Linked DNA regions of Mus musculus: regions 2 and 3 are each linked to region 1. A link is a contact called in public Hi-C and HiChIP or PLAC-seq data. All regions are on one chromosome and are shown on one strand. The core of a region is the stretch at or near the end of the contact, and the rest is flanking DNA. Distances in the headings are between cores, read along the strand shown. Region 1 holds the start of Pfdn4 (prefoldin 4). Region 2 has its middle 54 kb from the start of Gm17619. Region 3 overlaps Dok5 (docking protein 5).

What was found. Hi-C and Micro-C count contacts between places; a contact is called where the count stands out from the background. HiChIP or PLAC-seq counts read pairs in DNA pulled down with a chosen protein or histone mark.
Region 2: a contact with region 1 is called in a Hi-C map of tail fibroblasts, with 8 times the contacts expected there. The contact joins the enhancer-like site here to the promoter of Pfdn4 in region 1. A contact is called at or near these places in 8 of 484 Hi-C or Micro-C datasets (the G1E-ER4 cell line, the MC38 cell line, the P5424 cell line and 3 more), 1 of 115 datasets of contacts at active chromatin or transcription factors (embryonic stem cells) and 1 of 9 other capture datasets (liver).
Region 3: an H3K4me3 HiChIP or PLAC-seq map of embryonic basal ganglia shows a contact between it and region 1, with 5 times the contacts expected there. The contact joins the enhancer-like site here to the promoter of Pfdn4 in region 1. A contact is called at or near these places in 2 of 39 promoter capture datasets (cranial neural crest and maxillary cranial neural crest), 2 of 484 Hi-C or Micro-C datasets (cortical neurons and embryonic stem cells), 16 of 115 datasets of contacts at active chromatin or transcription factors (craniofacial prominence, embryonic basal ganglia, embryonic forebrain and 7 more) and 2 of 9 other capture datasets (adipose tissue and embryonic stem cells).

The regions. Positions count from the first base shown.
Region 1 is chr2:170,508,790-170,512,486 of GRCm38.p6, forward strand. It overlaps Pfdn4 (prefoldin 4), which reads left to right and starts at 2,441. Exons shown (of 4, transcript NM_001110152.2): 1 at 2,441-2,680. The coding sequence starts at 2,657. It overlaps Gm16796 (predicted gene, 16796), which reads right to left and starts at 3,138. Exons shown (of 3, transcript NR_040367.1): 1 at 2,050-3,138.
Region 2 is chr2:170,246,282-170,249,905 of GRCm38.p6, forward strand. No RefSeq gene overlaps it. Among named protein-coding and RNA genes, the nearest start is that of Gm17619, 54 kb to the left of the region's middle. Within about 2 kb of position 1,565, at least 106 of the 459 cell types and tissues checked have an H3K27ac peak or open chromatin away from gene starts, as enhancers often do. A contact at or near this core is called in the MC38 cell line, myocytes and tail fibroblasts, where this site is marked.
Region 3 is chr2:170,836,410-170,840,125 of GRCm38.p6, forward strand. The region is part of intron 5 of Dok5 (docking protein 5); the gene reads left to right. Among named protein-coding and RNA genes, the nearest start is that of Gm35033, 62 kb to the left of the region's middle. RefSeq lists an enhancer at 1-3,032. Within about 2 kb of position 1,997, at least 59 of the 459 cell types and tissues checked have an H3K27ac peak or open chromatin away from gene starts, as enhancers often do. A contact at or near this core is called in adipose tissue, embryonic basal ganglia, embryonic forebrain and 3 more, where this site is marked.

The sequences.
Region 1 (3,697 bases), core at 1,191-3,690:
GGTCCTACGTGCAGTGGGGAGGTACGAGGATTTCAAACCCTGTCAGGACAAAATAGCTTACAAACATCTTTGAGTCAGATACAAACAGGATAAGATGAAAAGACGTCCAAAACATTGGGAAATGGGCTTGGATGCCTGAGAATTCAGTCATAGTCCTTGGGTGCCCCCTGCAGGCAGATGATCAAATTACTTCCTGCTAGCGAGATCTGTGGCTCCTGCCACTCAGACTTTTCCTCTTCAACCCCAGGGAACGCAGGACCTTGGGGGAGGGGCACTTGCGCGAGCGCACACGCACGCGCACACACACTGTCACAAAACGACAAATATGCTCATCATCCCTGTGTGACGCAGTCTAAAAGCTAGGACAAGCCTGGACAACATTCACTTCCAATGGAATTTGTTTTCTCTTTCTTTTTCGTGCCTCTCTGGTGGCGTTCTCCTGACGAAAGCTGCATGTGTTTCCCTTGCTGGGACAGTCAGCCACATTTACACTAACCACCCTCTCTGACACACTATCCTTATTTAACGGGTTGTTTGTGGTCTGTCTCCTGTCAGTAGACAGCAAGGTGCTGGGGGACGGGGTACTTTATCTGTTTGACATGCAGCATCCCCAGTGTCTGGTGTCTTTTCGGTCCAGTCAACATGCCACTAACTACAGATTCTCCATGACCACTGCAGCCAGACACTAGCTCTCCCTTCTGAGTCTGGTCTAAGGGTTACAGAGTTCAGGACTGGGGTTTGCGGTATATACAAATGAGTTCCTCAAAAGTGGTGCCACCGTAGTAATTCCAGGTCCAGAGATTTGACTCTGTATGTGCAACTGCTAAGTAGCAGAGTGCAAACGGCAAACCTTCCTCAGGAGGGTGTTAGGACTTCACTCTGTGGAGTCCAAGTTCATTATATCCAGAGGGCTTGATGGTATGCAAGCAATGAGCAGGATTGCATTGTAACGATAGGAGATAGATTGTAACCAAATGGGCACATGCATTATACATTAGAACAGCGGTTCTCAACCTGTGGGCCGTGATCCTTTTGGAAAGTCGAATGGCCCTCCCACCCAGGTCAAGTATCAGACATCCTGCATGTCTGGCATTTACGTTACAATGTATAACAATAGCAAAATTACTGTTGTAAAGTAGCAATGAAATAATTTAATGGTTGGGAGTCACCACAACGTGAGGAACTGTATTAAAGGGTCACATTAGGAAGGTTGAGACCCACTGCGTCATAAGCAGACAGGCGAGATCTGCCCCTCTTCCCCTCCTTGGCATGCCCTTGTGCTTGAAGCCATAGGAGGGACTGGCAGAGATGCAAGAGCGCCCAGCCGTGCTTTTACTGTCCTGCGGCTCACACCTGGTCCTCCCTGTCCCTTGGTAAATGAGACAATGGCCCATACCCCAATACTCTAAGCTCTTCTGCCCTCAGACCTCCGACTTTCTGAGAGCAAAGTCTTGGCTACCGAAGTTAACAATGGCCCTGGTTACTAAGGAAGCTCGGTGCCCACTGGGCCCTGTGTGGGCAGTCTTCCCAGGCTAACATATTTGAGCGAGTGGAAGACATATTTCTGAACCAATTTAATTTTAAACACATAAAAGAATTCATTTCAGTTGCACATGATGGAGCACGCCTCTGATCCTAGCGCTTGGAGAGCAGAGGCAGGAAGATCTCTGTGAGTTTCAGGCCAGCTTGGTCTACACAGCTAGTTCCAGGACAGCTAGGATTACATTGCAAGACCCTGTCTCTAAATATAAATAGCCAAGCAACCGTCCAGTAAGCTATTATCTAAGCATTTAAGTTTGTTATAGCGCTCTAGGTCAGTGGTTCTCAACCTATAGATCGGGAGCCCTTTACAGAAGCCGCCTAATACTATCAGAAAATAGATATTTATTGACATTATGACCCAGCACCGTAGCAAATTTACATAATGAAGTAGCAACAAAACTACTTTTTATGGTTGGGGGGGGCACTACAACATTTAACTGTATTAAAGGGTCTCAGCACTAGGAAGATTGAGAACCACTGCTCTGGATCTTTTTGGGTGTCACCTACCTTTGGCTTCATCTATTCCTGGCTGATCCCCTAGTGTCCCCTGCAGTGATCAGTGGCATACAAGCTAAGATCAACTTCAAGAGTGGCCTTCAGCTTGTAGCTTCGCCAGCACTGGGTTTTTATGTGGTAGGGGCTGTAGATCGAACTCAGGTCCCCATGCTTGAGTGCAAATACTTGACCAAATGATTTACCAAATACTTTGCCGAAGCCACGCCCTTACCCTCCTTAGCTTCTCTCTAGGTTGTTGAATAAATGGAAAAAGAATTTCTTAAGCTTCCCATTCCACACAGCTGGGTGGTACCCAGCGCTCCCCCTGCTGGCCGTGGCTGGGATCTCGGGCCCGACTATTGGCCGCTTTTGGTATTTATGCCGGCCGAGAGGGAAGCTGCCTGTCCCTTTAATTGGAAGATACCAAGTGTTTCCAGGGCATAGTTTTTTTTCCTGAGTCCTTGCCCTGGGAATTTATAGTTCAGAGACACAGATAGCAGCAGTGTTGAGATAGTGCTGTGCGTTAGGGGGGAGTCTGGCTCAGCAGGGCTCGAGAGGGACCTCGGGGGGTGACGCACGCCCGAGTGGTTTTCCCCCGCGCCCCGTGGTTCAGTCCAAGATGGCGGCCACCATGAAGAAGGCGGTGAGTGCGGCGGGGCCGGGGTCCGAGGAGCCGTGGGCCGGGGCGTGTGAGGAGACGCGGGGCGCTGGGGGCCGGGGTCTGAGGAGGTGAGGGATGCGCGGGGCCGGGGCCCGCGCTGGGTACAGGGGTGCTTCTGTCCGCTCCGCTCGCCGTCAGGGCAACCGCCTCACCTGCTCAGGGTCGTGCATCTCCTCGGGCACCGGGTCGGGCTCCGCATCCCGGGCCGTCTGCTACCGCATCCCGGGGCGTCGTCTGCTACCGCACCTCTGTGCTCCGCCCCGGACCGCTCCGGTCGGTCCACGCTCCGTGCACCGAGTGTCTAATTGACGTTGAGAGCAGTCGGCCCGAGCGAGCGCGGTGGCTCTCCGGGCTTTTCCCAGCCATTAGGAAGGACACGGGTCCCCACGCTCTGCCCCGCACACTTCACAGCCAGCCAGCCAGCCAGCCATTCCTTTGGTGACTCATCTGGTGAGATGCTGGGTCTGGTGATTTTTGTTTGGTCAAATTAGAGCTCTTTATCATTTTTAAAACGACGTCCGATCCTTGTTCATGGGGCTCGGTGTGATGTCTTATCACACTTTTGAAAGACACGGACTTGTGTGTGTGTGTGTGTGTGTGTACACACCAGACTGGTCCACGGCTTCCTATGCAGTCAGAGATGATTTTGAATTTCTGACTCTCCTGCCTCCACTTTCCAGGTGCTGGAATCACCGGTGTGTGCCACTACCCCTGGCTTTTGGTGTGCTGGTGTGGTGGACCCAGGGCTTCATGCATGACAGGCAGTAGACATGGCTATGCAACCCTTTCAACCAATATTTTGAAACTTGAGCTAAATTTGAGCCACCAACTTAAGTTAAACTTCCATGTGGGTTTTTATAACCTAAACGTGTTTCCAGGAGTGCAGGTGTATCTAATACAGGGAAAGAATTGCAGAGGAGGGGAAAAAAAAAAAAGAACAAACAAGCAAACAGCTGATAGCTATTGGGGCTTCACAGTGTGTTCGGACAGTTCTTAGCA
Region 2 (3,624 bases), core at 315-2,814, 260 kb before region 1:
CTCCGGATACCCGATCATTTGGCGGGTGAGAGTGGCATCGTGAAACATGGAAGCCGGAGAACTCGGAAGTTGGGGATGCCTGTAGGATTTCTTTTCCGTCCTCTTAGCTTTAGGCATTGACAAATGATGCACCGTTATCTGTCACCCCAGTATCACCCAGAGTCAAGACAGTGACTTAAACTGAACTATGGCACGGTTCAGGAGCAGTTCTGTGCTTTTTGTTTTGGTTACAAACTCCTTTTTCCTTTCAGGGGACAAGAAGACATAGGAGGGCGCCCTGGTTTGCCTTCCTGGTGCTGTGATAGACACCTTAACCAGAGGAAGTAACTTGGGGAGGCGAGGACCCTGCTTTCATTTACATCTTCATAGCTTGTTGGCTAAGCAGGCTGGCTGTGCAGATGAAGCCCCTGTTAGCACTCTCTGGCTCTCCTGGAAATTACCAACTGCACCAATGACTCTCCATCCGCAGCCCTGTTCTCTCCTCTTTGAGCCTTCCTGGCATCTCCCTGTTCTTCTCATGGATGCTCTTTCCCCAGCTCCCTAACAGCAGCATTCAGCAAGCTGTCATTCCTCTGAGAACCTGACACACAGTCCCAGCCCCAGTGCCTGCTTCCCCTGTTTGTGCAGCCCCTTTCCCTGTTTTTATAGCTTTGTGGTAATGAACAGGATCTGTGTCTGTCTGTCTTCCCTTCTCCAATTTTTTCTGCCTGTCTGTCCATCTGTCTGTCCTCTATCTCCCCACCCTCCAACTCCTTCCAGTGTTTCACTGTATAGCCCTGGCTGGTCTGGAACTTACTATATATACTATGCTGCCCTGGAACTCATAGAGATCCTCCTGCCTCTGTCTCCTAAATGCTGGGATTAGGACTAGATATTTCTATTGCCTGTTTTGTTATCAAAATTGTATTTGAAGAGGGCCTCACCCATTGATATATAGTGTTTACATGGCCCACACTGTGTGGCTGTGTGGTCCCTCTAACTGAGATATTCACTTCCTGGCCTTTTGAATGATGATGGTGGTGGCAGTGGTGGAGGAGGAGGAGAAAAAGGAGGAGGAGGAGGAGCAAGAGAAGGAGGAGCAAGAAGAGGAGGAACAAAAGGGGGAAGAAGAAGTGGAGGAGGAGGAAGAAGAGGAGGAGCAAGAGGAGGAAGAAGAGGAAGAGGGAGAGGGAGAAGGAGGAAGAGGAGGAGGAGGAAGAGGAAGAAGAAGGAGGAGGAGGAGGAGGAAGAGGAAGAAGAAGGAGGAGGAGGAGGAGGAAGAGGAGGAGGAGGAAGAAGAAGAAGATGAAGAAGAAAAAGGAGAAGGAGAAGGAGAAGGAGAAGGAGAAGGAGAAGGAGAAGGAGAAGGAGAAGGAGAAGGAGAAGGAGAAGGAGAAGAAGAAGAAGAAGAAGAAGAAGAAGAAGAAGAAGAAGAAGAAGAAGAAGAAGAAGAAGAAGAAGAAGAAGAAGAAGAAGAAGAAGAAGAAGAAAGCAGCTTCCTGGTTCAGTATAGAGATGAACCCTCTAGGCTATGAGTCACCAGCCTACATTCGAATCCCAGCTGTAACTCTTATTGCTCTGCCACCCTGGTTACACATCCAGGAGCTCTGACTCAGAATCCCTCCCAGCTGGTGCAGAAAAACATGACCACACCTCGCTAACTGCTTTGAAGTGCTCCTGAGGGCTCCCCTATGCTTGATGTCTTAGATTATGATCCTAGCAGATCTTTTCTGTTCTTATTTTTTAAAAAAAATGAAACACAGAACAATCTGGGCAACCACCTTTCCTGTCTTAGGGACAAAATTCATAGCATCCCGGTTGAGTCAGAGCAACTCAGGAGGTCTTCGATGACAGACTGTGGGGCTGTCTTTGATCTATTCTGGACACTCTGCTGACTCAGTGCTGACGACGGAAGACCCACTGGTGAAATGTCTGGGAGATCAAATATTTGTATGAGAGACTCAGGATTCCCAGCGGTCCCTGAAGCCTCATGGGAAGGGCTGGAAGGAATAAGAAAATTTACCAGGAACTGGTGTGGACTCCGACATCCGTTATTGCTGCCTGCAGTGGGTGATGGACAGACGGCAGTTCCTGGGAAGTTCTGTGAGGCCACTAGGTGGTCACAAGTTTAATTCGAGCCAGACATACAGGGCTGGCAAGGAGCACAAGATCCTGGTCTGCAAGAGATGCCTGTGGGCTCCGAGGAAGGTAGAACAGAAAGCAATTTAAATGAAGTAGGCAGCCCACAATTTGAAAATGGACGTCTGTTGTAGAGATGATTTTTAGTGGGGATATTGCCAGCATTTCAGGGGCCAAGGAAGAAGTGCAGGGAAGGTCGGGTTGCTGAATCCCTTGGGAACCTTGTCATCTTGAGGGATCCTGGGGGATCCAGGAATGTTTCCCAGGAAAAGGGATGACCACAGGGAAGCAAGCTTGCTGACAAGCCTTCTCCATGGAAGGAACTTGATGTTTTATTATTGTCATGATGCTGATTATGATTATTATTTATGGTGCTGGGTTAGGATCTGGGACCTCATGAATATTTGGCAAGCTCCCGACTTACGTCTCCAGTCCCAATCTCACTGCCCCTCTTACAAGGAGGGAAATACACTTAAGAGATTCACCATCAGATGATCAGCCCTACTCATGAGTTTCTTCCACCCTCCCCTGCTTGGCCCAGGTCTACGGTCTCAAAAGAAGTCATTCTTAGATTCTGTGTTTGTTCTCCATGGCTCTGCCTTGCTGTCGATGGCTGACGGATGCTGGGAGCTAGTGCACTGGATTCTCCTTTTTCGGGAGAATGGAATCTGCCTAAAGGATTGCCAGTCTCTCTGTCTTTGTATGACCAAGGCTGTAGTATGTAAGTCTGGGGCAGAGGGGCAGATGTTTGTCACCAAGACAATGCTGTGGTAGAGAGTTGGTCCATGCATGTTGCAGGAAGGACAGGGCAGGGATGAAGAGAGGCAGAGTGAGCAGCAGGGACCTGCCAAGTGATTCTTTTTTTTTTTTTTTTTTTTTTTTTTTTTTTGAGACAGGGTTTCTCTGTGTATTCCTGGCTGTCCTGGAACTCACTTTGTAGACCAGGCTGGCCTTGAACTCAGAAATCTGCCTGCCTCTGCCTCCCAAGTGCTGGGATTAAAGGTGTGCGCCACCACCTCCCGGCAAGTGAGTCCTTTTTAACCCTTCTCTTTCCTTGCTTTGGTTCCTCCTCAGGTCTCGCTGTATTCCTGAGACGGAGCTTTACAAGTTATGTAATGCTTGCATCTGCTCACTTAGTGAAGTCATTGTGTGCAACCCAGTGGGTCTTCACTATCTCAGGGGCTGATGAGATGGCTCAGTGGTTAGGAGCACTTGTTCCTCTTGCAGGGAACCAGAGTTCAGTTCCCGTAGGCTTAGTTTTGTTTTGTTTTTTTTCAAAACCTACTTTATTTAGAGTTTTTAAATGGTTAAACCTCTTTTCTAATCCACCAACCAGAGGCAAGAAAAAAAGGTTAGTAAGAAAGGGGGGTTGTGGACATGTTTAGAAGTAGTTTCTTGCAGTGACTCCGCTCTTTGTTGTCAGGATACCAGCATGCCAGTTCAACACCAAACACTAAATACAGATCAGTAGTGGTGGCCCGATCCAGGATCCAGCAGAAACAGCAA
Region 3 (3,716 bases), core at 747-3,246, 330 kb after region 1:
TTCTTCACCTCTAGCCATCTCTGCTGCCCCCATATCATCTATAATCTTGTCAGCATCTCATTCCTTACTTATGAAGCCATCTTTACATGTTTAAGGAGGCCTCCATCAGTGAGTCACAGACTTAGGAAGAGCATCCTGATTTGATATTCCTCTATCCCTTGGCTAGTGTATTAATGCCCTTAGCTCGGGTTTAGTTGGTGAACCCCCATTTGCTCTTTTCTCTTGGAGCCTGGGCACACCTTTCCTGGGTAGCTGTGCAGTTGGGGCCAAGCCTCTGGGACCTTCTACCTATGTCTCCCTTCACCTCCCAGGACAAGTACATTCAACCCTATTGCCATTTTTTTCCCCATGAAGAAATTTGAAGATGAAGCATAAAAATTGTAATAACCTGCGACTGCACAAAGATTTCCTCCTGACAATAACAGTAACAATTCAGGTATTCTAGAGGCCTAAAGCTTTGTTGCTTCTTTTGTCTGAGGTGTTTGTCTTTAGCCTGCTGCTTCCGCTGCTCTGGCTCTGACATCTCACTTACACACATCAACCTGCCAGAGGCCACAGCTTTCCATGGGAAGATCCAATGGCAGAGTGCTCTTGGGGCAGCTACGTCCCTATGGATCCTTTCCAGAAGTGCCATTGTTCGCAGAAGGGTGGCAGGTGTCCAGTGAGCTTTCCCTTTTATGTTTGGAGCGGGCTGCTGGCTTCACATGCTTCGGTGGCAGGCTCTACCTCGCCTCCGAATGATTTAAATTAATACCCCGGGTTTCTTCGCCTCTGCAGGAGTGAGAGAGGCTCAGGAGACATTTGGCAGAACGTGCTAAATAATTTCCACACATGAATGCCTTTCTTTACTGACCGGAGAGAGAGTCTCTCTCGGGCCTTTGACATCATTTAAAAAGAAATTTTAGGTAAGCCAAGAAAGGTTCCCGGCACAGATGCTTCCCCTAAACTTATGAAAAGGTTTGTTTTTTTGTTGTTGTTGTTGTTGTTGTTGTTGTTGTTGTTGTTGTTGTTGTTGTTTTGTGTTTTTGTTTTGTTTTTTTGCTTGGGGTGTGAGACCATCTGAACAGACTCGGAGAATAAGTGATAGCTTTTCACATAGCTCACACCAAATGCACGCTCGCTGGTGAGCTCACACTGCGGAGAAGTTGGACTCTCTTCTAACTGAAGGGCCTATAAATAAAACAAAAGCCGCGTTGACGTCTCCTGGACACTCACGACTGGTACTCTCGATGCAAGCCACTGAACACTCTCGAATGTCTCACTCTTTCATGGGCGGTTCATTTCTTATTATCAAGGAAGGGGAAGGGAAGTGGGCAGGGTACCTTCCTTTTCACTATGTTGAACAGAGGAGTTCAAATAGGATGCTGGGTCTTGCACACAGACCTGCTCAGGAGAAACGAAATCCTCTTCTTCCACCAGGATTTGGAAATGATGGTGTCCCAGTTTTCCTCACTCTGTGTTAAAATGCTCTGAACCTCAAGACTGGCTTCACTTCCGAGCCCAAATGTGCGTCCAGGCTCCTCCCCCAAGACAGGTGCCATCTCCAACATCATCAGTCAGATTGGCATCCGTGTGACATTGTTCTGGGATGTGGTCCTTACCTTCCCTCTGAGATGAAGATGTGAAGAGATGTCCTTCCAGGAGCATCCGAGCTAAAACCAATGGCTGGAGGGAAGGGAGGAAGGGAGTAACATGATGCCAACACTCCTGCTTCTGTCTCTTTTCCTGCTCCTGCATGCATGAACCCCTGAGGAAGTTTTTCGCCTGTGTTTTCTGAAGAGAGCTGACCAGCCCTGCCTGCCCTGCTGGGTTATGCAAGGCCATTAGTCTGACTGATGTGTTTTTCTTGTATTGCCTTGGGCCCTCCCCCCACTGTGCTGTTTTGTCAAAGCCTAGAGCTACATTTTAATGTGTTGAGAGGGTGCTGATGAAAGAGCTCTAGGCCAATCAGTCAGACAAAGCAAGCAGGATGGGAGGGCCTGGGCACCAAGATTAGAAGAGGCCGGAAGGGAATTGTGTGAGAAGCAGAGGTTTTGTCAGTTCCCCACTGTGTGGGCCGCACAGTACAACTAAAGGTCACACATCATTTACTAAACAGACAAGAAAACTCCGACATTCAAACCAGAGGCCGCGCCGCGTGTCTGCTCTACTGAGAGATGTGAAAGCGAGCCAAGAGTGAAGTTTTGATGCCGTAGCCATTTTGCTATGCTTTGGTCCTTTGTTTTTGACCCCAGCATCTGAAAGATTTAAATGCTACTACTAAAGAAAGGATCTGCACTATGTTTTTAAAAGGAGACATTGGATGAGGCTGGGGATATAGCTCTGTTGGTAGAAGGCTTACCTCCCATGCACAAAGCCTTGGGTTTGCACTGTACCACTTGCTGAAATTGAGCACCGTGACTCACTCCTGTAAACCAGCACTCCGGAGGTAGAGGCGGGAGAGAGATCAGCAGTTTGCGCTCTCATGGTTGAATGCATATTGACTTGGAGGATAGGATGCGCTGATGACATCCTATCTCAAGATAAACAAGCAAACATTCAGGCATTGTCCAAAAGGGTCACTTTTTTTTTTTTTTTTTGGTTTTTCGAGACAAGGTTTCTCTGTATAGCCCTGGCTGTCCTGGAACTCACTTTGTAGACCAGGCTGGCCTCGAACTCAGAAATCCGCCTGCCTCTGCCTCCTGAGTGCTAGGATTAAAGGCGTGCGCCACCACACCGGGCTTCACTTTTTTCTTCAAAGTTGCTCTTGCCAGTTGATGAGTGATGATGTAGAGAGAGCATTGTCCTGTGAGCATTGTATTCTTTACTGTCACATGAGCATCGAGGACGAAGACCAAGAAGGAAGGAAGCTTTATCATGGAGCCTAATCTATGATCGATCAATCCATAGATCAATACATGCATGGATTCGGTAATAACTGAAACCACATTTTCTACCATGAGTTTTAGTCAAAACAAAACCAAGCTGATCAAGGCCCCTGGAGCACCTCTTCCGAGCCTTCTTGCCCTCAAGGGACAGGGCAAAGAGTAGGTGACTTCTTCCCCTTAAAGAGTCAATTAAGACTACTTCTTCCTCTTAATAATACAAATTCATATACTCTGTGTTTGTGGAATGGGGAGAGATGTGTAAAAATCACAAAATCTAATAGAACTTGGTGCAAGGAAGTGGTATCAAGGTTTTATGGCTTACGTGCAAAGGAGCTGAGAGTGGAGTTTGTGGTGGCATAAGATGTCTTCATGAAACACATCACGGAAAAGTGTCCAGGATCTCACCTTTTGTACTTTATTGGATAGGTACAACATAATGATTAAAATCCCATAATCAGCGTCCCTGACATTATCTTCTCAAGCTTACCTGATTGACACCAAATTCTCTCTCCCCTCTTCTCATAAACCCACATTTATGACATTTAATATAAGCAATATTTGCCATTATTGGGCCCTAACATATAGCTGTGGCACTGGGCTAACTATGAACTTGGACTGGAATATATTTCCTTGTTCTAGGGCATTAATTGCGCCTCCTGGACAAGACTCAGAAACAACAACAGCTTGAGCTGGATACGTGCTTAGCTTCTTCATGGCGTTACACAGTTTTTCAGACATGAACGTACCTTAGGCAGTAAGTAAGGCAGTGTTCACACTCTCAGCAAGAGATAGAAAGGAGAGGCTTCAGAGGATCAGATCCTTTAAAGCAGGCAGATACAAACTCTACCA